3 separate regions of the Salmo salar genome follow, and regions 1 and 2 are each linked to region 3. A link is a contact called in public Hi-C data. All regions are on one chromosome and are shown on one strand. The core of a region is the stretch at or near the end of the contact, and the rest is flanking DNA. Distances in the headings are between cores, read along the strand shown.

Region 1 (3,541 bases), core at 852-3,351, 150 kb before region 3:
TTGAGAAGACGCCAAAACCATTGAGAAAAACATCTAAAATGAACACAACCTCAGCAAGGTTCTTACTTTAAATTGCCTAGAGGTCCAAGGTACTCATCATCATCGTCATGTTCCTGCTCCTCTTCCCTAGGTTTCACTGGTGGAACATGTTTGGTTACTTTCGCAGCAGCAGCAGGGGTCTCCTCACTTTCAAAGAAATTTAAGCCTTCTTCTTTATCCTGGTCCTGCCAATCTGCAACGTTCCTGGTTTTCAAATCTGCCATTGTGGACTTCGCCCCTACAGAAATATGAACTGTGAGCCAAATATTCTTTATGATATTATATTCTTGATTAAATAAGGCAACTTCTACACTACAGGGAAGTACTGTTTATTTTTTCTGTTGGTTAATCATTTATAATTTTGTTATTGAACCCCTGACCGCCTTGATATACAGTAACCTCATTGTTCAAATAATAATTTCACAGTTTGGTGCAGTGCAGTAGTATTAGTACTAATCCCCAAAGTTGAACATTTTCTGACCTATGTAGTTTGCATTAAGATAGAGGGGTGGCATTAATGTAGGTGAATGAGTTAGAAAGTGCAAGTTTCAGTCAGACAAGCACTGATGCCATATTTAGAAGGAACGAGTAGGAAAGAGCACATTAAAATGTCAAAAAATTCTATAGAAAAAAATACTATTTACTGTAGTGCATTGTGGTACATTACCTAAGAGCTCCAACACCTCTGGGCAAGTAGCAAGTGTAGAATTCTTGGAGATGAACTTGACCAGTTCGTCAAAGGCCACCCTACGCTCCCGGATGTCTGCCTCGCCTACAAACAGGGCCTTGCGAGGCATGGCTGGTAAGGTGATCTTCGGATACTGACCCATGAGTCTGTAGTAAAACTCATCAATTTCACTGTATTTCTTTGAAACCTGCAAAACACATGTAAAACATGCATGGTATAGGTACGCCTGTAGCTTTTATAGCAATGCTTTGGGGTTCAAATCCAACCGTTACAATTGTATATTTGGTTGTTGTTCAAAATCTTAATGTTATTATGCATTATGTAGCCGTTATAAAGGGTTTAGGAATGCATACTGTACATACTGAATGCTACAGTGAAGTGTTACCACAATTTCAGACCAAAGCAGTAGCTGCTACACCATCACTTTCAATTTGAGGTGATTAGGGGCACAGGGGCAGGATGCTAATACTTATGTTTCCACCTAACTTACATGAGACTACGACAACCTGTGACTACCTACCACCAGCTGTACAATGTCTTCAGGTTTGTGCTTGGCGGATTTGAAGGCAGCCAGCCGAGTCACCACAATTATCTGGTACTCCACATGACCTGTCATCATGGTACCACGGATCTCCTGGTAATGAGGCACCTGCAGATCTATGCCTGTCACCTCATTCTGCAACGGCCTGGGATGAAAAACATTGTGACATTGACCAAAAGTAACTGCACAAAGTGCAAGATTCATACAAGAACAGAACTGTGGAGTGACATCTTGCATAAACATCATTCCACACTGTCCCAACGGTAAACAGCAAGAAAGGAATCCAGCAAACATGTCAATGACAACTTTTATTTCACTACATGCTGGTATTAATTAATATGTGCACAATAGTTTGGTGAATAGTTGCAACTAAGTCAAAGGGACCCCTGGGTTGGTACAGGGAAAAACAAAGACTGGCTTCAACAAGTAAACAACGATGGGGATGTGTTTCACAAGTGTTAATGTTATCAGGCAACCCCGAAACGTCAAAGAAAGACAGCTACGAAATTTTCTTAATTTTACCTGCTTGTAATAAGTCCGTCTGGCATTGTGGTAAGATTGCGGTCCTGTCTAGTCTCTGTTTAGCTGTAGTCAAGCTGACCACCCCCATTCCCTACTGTTATGATACAAGTCATGGGATGGGAACTAGATACTGTTTCTGCTGCCAGCATACAAAACAGAAACTTCCGGTTTTAGCCTTCAAAATAAAAGCGCGCTGCTGCACATCGACTCCTTGATAGTAAGTCGAGGCATATGTCAGAACAAGCAGAAAGCAGAACAAGCTCAAATCAAGTAAAAACTAGCCTGTTTCGACAGCAAAGCTAGGTAACTAGGTCATCATCTACATTGGCTATGATCAGCTGATAGCCCATCCCTCTTTGCCTTTATGGCTTTTGCTTGCAGCCCTGCAACACTATAGCCATCGGTCCCCGTGTGAGAACTCGATGGGCTACAATACGGCCATACCAGCGCTTATTTCATAGAACTCTCCATAAGCCATGCCCCAGTGGGAAGATCTGGGCATGTTGCACTGGGACACGTTTTATATGAAAAAATACATTTACAGTGGGTCCGTCCATTTCAGTCCGCCCATATATTTCAGTAGTAAACAAGGAAACAACAACGAAGTGAAAGGAGATACCAAGTCAGTTTCACAGCTGAATGCATTCAACCAAAATGTGTTTGCCGCATTTAACCTCACCCCCCCTAGGATCCAGATAGTTCGCTAAATAATATACCAGAGGGGGGCATCGTTTTACTAGGCTACCTACTAGGCTACATTGGGATCATATGGTTACCACCAGTGTTCGAATACATTGAGTTCGTTGACAAAACAGCAGTGGTGGAAAAAGTACCCAATTGTCATACTTGAGTAAAAATAAAGATACCTTTTATCGAAAATGACTCAAGTAAAAGTGAAAGTCACCCAGTAAAAAAGTACTTCAGTAAAAGTCGAAAGTATTTGGTTTTAAATATAATTAACTATCAAAAGTAAATGTATAAATCTTTTCAAATTCCTTATTAAGTAAACCAGAAGGTACCATTGTCTTTGATTTTTAAATGTACCTATAGCCAGGGGCATGCTCCAACACTCCGACATAATTTACAAACGAAGCATGTGTGTTCAGTGAGTCCGCCAGATCAGAGGCAAATGTGAAGACCAGGGATGTTCTCTTGATAAGTGTGTGAATTACACAATTGTTCTGTCCTGCTAACCATTCAAAATGCAACGAGTACTTTTGAGTGTCAGGGAACATGTATGGCGTAAAAAGTACATATTTTTCTTTAGGAATATAGTGAAGTAAAAGTTGTCAAAAATATAAACAGTAAAGTACAGATACCCCCCAAAAATACTTAAGTAGAACTTTCAAGTAATTTTAATTAAGTACTTTACACCACTGCAAAACAGCTATTGGACGGAGATGTATTTGTCAAAGGTCCACGGTGGGTCTGTGTAAACTATGCAATTATACTGGAGACGGCCTCATAGCAGTGAATGTCATCTATTCATTTACTGTTATAGTATTTCTAAGTAGCAGCCACATCAGCCAAGGAAACTGATTGTTCTCACTATAATAGAACAATCAGATTTTTCTGCATGACTGTGGCGCTCTTCAGCTGAATTATTAGGATTTCCTTGTAATCTCAACAAATCTGCTTATTTAGCTGAAATAGAGATAATTTCATTGTTTTCTTTGAAAAGATGGCCCTGGCTGAGAATAGAACATTAGGTTTTCTGCCTGATTGTGGCTCTGTTTATTGTAATTTTCTGG
Region 2 (3,360 bases), core at 514-3,013, 240 kb after region 3:
GTGACATTTTTGGAGAAAGTGGATCCCTGCCTTTTGGCTGATCCATATGTATTCTCAGCCTGGGTAGAAAATAAATTGGGTATTGTGAAATCGGTGAAGGTAGCTCGAAGTGGACTTGTGATGATTTTCTGTGTTTCTTCTGTCTAGAGGGAGCGGGCACGTCACGTGACTAGGGACAAGAGCTGTGACTTGCTTTGCTCTCCGGAGCAGGGCGCCTTTGAAAACAATGATTACTGTGCTGACGATATGTAAATTATCCAGTGAGAGCTTTTGTGCCGAACCCACTAAGGTGTTTCAGATGCCGAACCCACTAAGGTGTTTCAGATGTCAAGCTTATGGTTATGTTGCAGCAGTGTGTAGCAGGGAGATTCCAAGATGCGAGAAGTGTGCAGGAGGGCATGAGACAAAGAAATGTGTAGTATCGGTGGAAAAACGGTTTGTGTCAATTGTGGGGGTGGCCATCTTGCTGGGGATCAGAAGAGCCCGGTGCAAGAGAGACAGGTTGAGGTTGCCAGGGTCAGAGTAAAACAGAAGATGTCATATGCTGAGGCAGTGAAGTGAGTAAATGATGATGGGACAAGAGTGAAACGAATTTGTGCTTCAGTAAGGTTGGCTTCTTAGCATTCATTGCCATGGTTATCAACTGTACCGCAGAAATGGAACATAAATCACAGAAAATAGATGTGGCGGCAGCTGCAGAGAAGTACTTGGGTGTACAAGGTTTTCCCTTACTAAAAAAGATTGCAGTCAGAGTGCAGTACACTGCAGTATAATTAAGCAATAAGGCACGTGGGGGTGTGGTATACAGCCAATATACCACGGCTAAGGGCTGTTATTTTTCACGACGCAACACTGAGTGCCTGGACACAGCCCTTAGCCGTGGTATATTGGCCATATATCACAAACCCAGAGGAGCCTTATTTCTATTATAAACTGGTTACCAACTTAATTAGAGCAGTAAAACTGAATGTTTTGTCATACCCGTGGTTTACGGTCTGATATACCATGGCTGTTAGCCAATCAGCATTCAGGGCTTGAACCAGCCAGTTTATAACTGCTGAAGGCCATGGTATATCAGACCATATAACACGGGTATGACAAAACATTTAGTTTTACTGCTCTAATTAAGTTCGTAACCAGTTTATAATAGAAATAAGGCTCATCTGGGTTTGTGATGTATGGCCAATATACCACGGCTAAGACTGTGTCCAGGCACTCCGCGTGCAAGAGAACAGCGCTTAGCCGTGGTATATTGGCCATGTACCTCACCCCCTCATGCCTCATTGCTTAATTAGTGCAGTATAACTCCAGTATGCTGCAAATGCTGCCTCCAAAAGAACACTATTTTTTTACTGCAGTAATTTTGCAGTGTAACTGCAGACTCTGCAGTGCGGTACACTGAATTTATTCGGCAATTACTGAGTCCAAAATGCCACAGTCGACTGCAGTTACTGCATTTTTACTGCAGTTTCAAAACTGCTATATTTTCTTGTAAGGGTTACTGCAGAAGAGGTACAAGGTGTGATTAAAGAAAGACTCCTGTCCTCCCAGGCCTTCGGCCTGGTGTAGGATCAGCTAGGGTCAAAGTAGAGGAATGGAGTGATGATTTTTAAATATTAAATAGTGGTATATAGGTGTAGGGTTAGTTGGTGGTGCAACTTTTTTCTTTTTACAAAATTAAAAAAGTTACGTAATTGACCACACACTACCACACAGTAGGTGGCGGCATGCACAAACAAAATGTGCGAATGCCATGATACCAAAGAAGAAGAACGAAGAGACGCTTTCTTGCTACGGCGTCCTACTTCCTTCTAGAGCACATGGAGCCGGTGACAAGACTGAACCGGTTCCTACGTCTACAGAAGGCCGGTTTCAGCTGGCGTGTTTCCTTGGAGACGGCACCTCTATAAATACGGTCGTATCGAAACGTTGGCTTCAACTTTCCAGTTGTAATTCAGTTAGAGAGCGCGACACAGTTTCGTGACAGACTCGGCTGACGAGGAAAAACCAAGTCATATTTTCCAGGATTCTGGTCTAATGGACACACTCTTTGTAAATGCTTTTTAAGGTAGGCCTTCTTCAATAATGTATTCTACATTTTCACGAATTAATTTATTTTAAACAGGTTAGCTAGGTAGGCTATCGTATTCATCCATGCATTGCGATATCCACGTTGGCTTAGTCAGATCGTGCCAAATTGTGTTTAGCTAAAGTAATATTATGGTTATGCCATATTTAGCCTCTTCGCTCATGGAGACCTGTAACGTTACATTGATCTGTGTAACAGTACAGGTCTCCCGGAGCGAAAAGGATATGCCACATCGTGCAACGTTAGAGAGAAACGTAACGCTATCTTCTACGTTTTTGGTTTAATGGAAGTGATGGGTTTGGAGCAGCCCCAAGGGACGCCGTGTATACTTTGGCGAACCTGGGGTTGGGTTTGAAGTATGGTTTGGACCGCGGGAATGAGATTGGCAAAGAAACTCGGTGAACGTTTTTGTTACATTCGTGAACAACTCCCAGTCCCCACACACTGTCTTTAACTAGCTTGCTAAAATATATTTTATGATGAAATGTGTACCGGTAACATTGGGCTACATTGACGAAGCTCGTGTGGCCATGCTGGCATGGCGTGAATGAATAAAGAATTTTGGGCCGTGTTCGAGCGCATCAAAACGGTGATGTATCATGGGTAAATTGTGACAGACTAACAGATCTAGAAGTTATATTGAGGAGTAATTACTTATGAAGCCGGGTGATTTGGAGATCGGTCAGTCTCGACTCGCCTTTGAAGTCGGCTGCAATGTCGAATGCGCCCATTATAATGGCGCGCCAAGCGGATAAAATGCTGATTGGTTCAGCCAAGAAGCGTTTGTTTTGCGTCAGTCTTTCCTGATTGGTTCCTTTTCATGCCACTTAACGATTTAGCCACTGTCTCCCTGCTATTTGGATACTTTAGCCGTGTCCTTGTCATAGAGGCGGTTCCTCACTTGCTGATTAGTAGAGACTTGTCGAGAGACGTTGTATCCGTTTGAGACCCGGATAAAAGATTGCCCTGTAGTCCGCCTTCTCGAGGGTGTGGTTGTTCAACAAAAAAAATCCTTCAGATTGTCCGATAATGTAAAAAAAAAAAAAGTATATTGGCCATTAATGCTCTCTGATAACACTTGCGATGTTAACAGTAACTGCTTCTCAGTCATACTAGGCTATATGATTATCTAAACTGTTAACGGGCTGGTTGAATGAATTATGGAAATATCCATTAAACCCTAACACAGCATAGACACTGTCCTGTTTTAATGCTACTGTATTTTCACACATTTGAGCTTTCTGTTTGCAGAATAATCGCTTTAGGAAAGC
Region 3 (3,514 bases), core at 74-2,573:
TCAAACCTGTAACATCTTTATTCGTTTAAGAATTAAAATGTCACTGCACAGTTAAGTAACCTTGACTAAAGACACATTCCATTGTCCAAAGTGTGCTATATTGTTAGGCTTAATCTTTCATAAGATATTTCAAAATGATTAAAAGTCCCATTCTATATTCAACAACATAACTGTGAGTGTTGTTCCATAGAAAGTAAAGCCTATGATGTTATTATTGTCGTAATCAAACAGGCCCTTGTTCACTTTGTCTACTTCACCTGCTTGAACATGTTCATGGGCAATTAGGCCTACATGATGTCATACTGAACCCTGATCAGCTGCTTGGGCGCATGTTTACTAATCGAAAATACTGAATTACATTCAAGCTACATTCATTTTACAAATAAATATAATACACTTGTGCTCTGCTGTTTAACTGTTAACAGTGGGTGAGTTGTGTTCTCGTAGTGATGCAAGAGAGGACTCAACGTCTGTAACTAGAGGCTTTATGACTTCTCACTCGCCCCCTTTTACTTCTGTTTCTGTCCCATCCACTTCCTCATTCTTCCACTAGAAGCCCATGAACCAAAACATGAGTACACAGAGAGAGGAAGAGGCGAAACGAGAGGATGTACTCCGCCCAAGATCTGTCCACGTGAGATAAGCCCCTTTTTGTACGTCGGTCTTTGAGTGTTCAATAACGTGAGGCTTATTTAATCGAATATAATGTTTAGGCTGTTACAAATACAATGATATAAGTGGATGCACGTGGCATTCGACAACTTTGAGAAAACGCACTTAGTTGTGCCTGACGTTCACACGCATATCTGCTCTCACACTGGCTAGAATGGACCCACCTGATCTCCCTTGCCTTCAATCATTAAGGACATGTTTTTCCATTGTTAGAGCGGTCACTCGGCTATCTTGCCAATATAATAGATACTCTTTGGACTACACACACAGCTGTGTCATACTTTTCACGCTGTCAACTTCAGTCTTTCGTGGCAATTAAAAATGCAATGAGATTTATTTGAAAACACAGCAAATTGATATTTCTACTTCGCATTAAAGCTAGCTAATCATTGTTTTTAGGGATTCTTCTTTAGTGACGAGGCAGTGTATATCCTCGGACGAGTTTTTCCCACTCGTCTTCGTGGAATTGTCTCAAAAACGCAGATGTTCGAGCTCACCTTTACGATTTCATGGAGTCCTTTGCAGTAATTGAAGGTTGGGTTAACATATTTGCCGAGAATGTCGTGGGAATTTCACACACGGATAACTGTTGTTCGTGTTTCTCCTCTTTTTTTTTCTTCTCTGTGCTGTCTCGCGTGACGTGATTGGGCGCGCGCCTGCTGTGTCATTTCCGCACAGCTGTGGATGTGTTTTGTGTGGCCGTGGGCCTTGTGCATGATGACAACAGAGATAAACAATAACCCAAATTGCGCGAAAATGCAATGAATCGAAAGGTATATTAGCTACATTATTTGTGGCTAATTTGCGAATCCCCATATGAGGCTTGATAGCCTTGCAGGCTATTTCACGTGAGCTGGCCTACAGGCAGATATTCTCTGCATTTCAACAGGTAGCTGCAATTAGCGCTCTCTGAAGATGTGCAGTACCTTCGCAGAGTGGGCCACGAACGAATAGTAAACCATGGAGAAAATGGATCCAGTTTCATTTTCACCTGCACAAAGTGAATTCTAGTGTTCACTTACATTCCATGAGATTACATAGCTTACCTAAACATGTGTGATAGAAGACTTTATAAACAATGTGTTCAATGACAATGAAAACATCGATCAAAGTGATTTATTAACCCCGTCCTTTAATACACATTTCAATCAATCGACAACCCTTTTTAGCTCCACTTGCAACTTGAACATAAAAAGTAACATTACTATGGTATATGTCTCCCTCCTGTGTTTTCAAATGGAATTGCATTTACAACAGAGGGTGGCGGTAAATAAATAGCTCATGGGCCCACTACTGTAGGTCCAAGTCAGATTCCCAGATAATAATTTAAGTAAATCGTATTTCTCACACTTAAAACGCCTTAAATCCAACATCATCCCATTTTATCAGTGGTGGAAAAAGTTCTCAATTGTCATACTTGAGTAAAAGTAATACCTTAATAGAAAATGACAAGAAAGTGTCACCCAGTAAAATACTACTTCAGTAAAAGTGTTTGGTTTAAATATACTTAAGTATCAAAAGCACACTCTAAACACTCACACATAATTTACAAACAAAGCATTTGTGTTTAATGAGTCTGCCAGATCAGAGGCAGTAGGGTTGTTTTCTTGATAAGTGTGTGAATTGAACCATTTTCCTGTCAAAATCTAAGGAGTACTTTTGGGTGTCAGGAAAAATGTATGGAGTAAAAAGTACATTATTTTCTTCAGGAATGTAGTAAAAGTTGGCAAAAATGTAAATAGTAAAGTACAGATACCCCAAAAACAACTTAAGGAGTACTTTAAAGTAGTTTTACTTAAGTATTTTACACCACTGCATTTGATCCAAATGTCAGCATCCAAAAACACAAATCCAGTTTTGTAAGGGGATAAATGCATGTGTGAGGATTAGAGGCTTTCTAAGATTTTATGTAGACAAAGGTAGCTGCTATTCTACCCTTTTAAATGATTAAATGCAGTATTCAATTAATCTTATTTTTTTATATGAATAAAGACTTGCTAAAGTGCCAAAATTTAACAATTTGCCAAGTCCCTCTGTGCACCCTCTACAACTTCTAGGAAGACTTTAACCCACTTAATCCCAACATTTCTCCAAGTTTTTACCGTCATTGTAAAGTGCTAGGTATTTTGTTGCTTTGACAGTCATTTCTGAAGAATACTAATTATTTAATGTGATTAGTGGGTCATTTACATATGTCCCTAATTTTAAGGTCAACCCTGTTACGTGGACGGAACTGAATATGGTGAAACTATTACTTTTAAAATATTTTTTTCAAAAGAAACAGTCAAATAATAATGTAAAGCAGGAGAGCTGGTTCTACTCTTATCTGGTGTTGTGGTAGAAAACAGAGGGTCTAGCATTATACATCAACCCTGTCAACCCATAGACAGGCAGGCTAGAAATGTTTTAACAATTGCATTTGTTTTGTGAGGCTTGCATTCAATTGCCCTTCCCTGTTGCATACAACAAGCTTCCATTCCCCCTGTCACGAGGATTTATGGTTGATTTAAGATGAAATCGTCAACCCTGTTTTGGTCAACCCTGCTACTTTATTTGTATTTATTAGTGATCCCCATTAGCCGCTGCCAAGGCAGAAGCTACTCTTCCTGGAGTCCAAACACATTAAGGCACTTACATCACACATAAAACATCACTACATATTTACAATACAAAATGTATAATACCACCAAACAACAATATTACATTGTACATTGTAGGTCCATCAGCTGTTCTCAATATCAAATCATTTCTATGTAACAATTAAGTACCTTTTAAAATGTTAAATTAAAATGATACAAATTATTCTTAGCAAAGGACAATTTCTCAAGCAAGAATTTTGCTA

The links. Hi-C and Micro-C count contacts between places; a contact is called where the count stands out from the background.
Region 1: a contact with region 3 is called in a Hi-C map of blood, with 6 times the contacts expected there. The contact joins the promoter of hs1bp3 here to the promoter of LOC106611127 in region 3. A contact is called at or near these places in 3 of 3 Hi-C or Micro-C datasets (blood, gill and muscle).
Region 2: a contact with region 3 is called in a Hi-C map of gill, with 2.7 times the contacts expected there. The contact joins the promoter of LOC106611136 here to the promoter of LOC106611127 in region 3. A contact is called at or near these places in 2 of 3 Hi-C or Micro-C datasets (blood and gill).

What each region holds. Positions count from the first base shown.
Region 1 is chrssa09:26,568,120-26,571,660 of Ssal_v3.1, reverse strand. It overlaps hs1bp3 (HCLS1 binding protein 3), which reads right to left and starts at 2,101. Exons shown (of 7, transcript XM_014211000.2): 1 at 1,791-2,101; 2 at 1,248-1,413; 3 at 707-914; 4 at 67-277. The coding sequence starts at 1,816.
Region 2 is chrssa09:26,175,009-26,178,368 of Ssal_v3.1, reverse strand. LOC106611136 (ornithine decarboxylase 1) reads left to right here and starts at 1,763. Exons shown (of 10, transcript XM_014211026.2): 1 at 1,763-2,068; 2 at 3,341-3,360.
Region 3 is chrssa09:26,418,440-26,421,953 of Ssal_v3.1, reverse strand. It overlaps LOC106611127 (BEN domain-containing protein 3), which reads right to left and starts at 1,323. Exons shown (of 4, transcript XM_014211003.2): 1 at 1,170-1,323.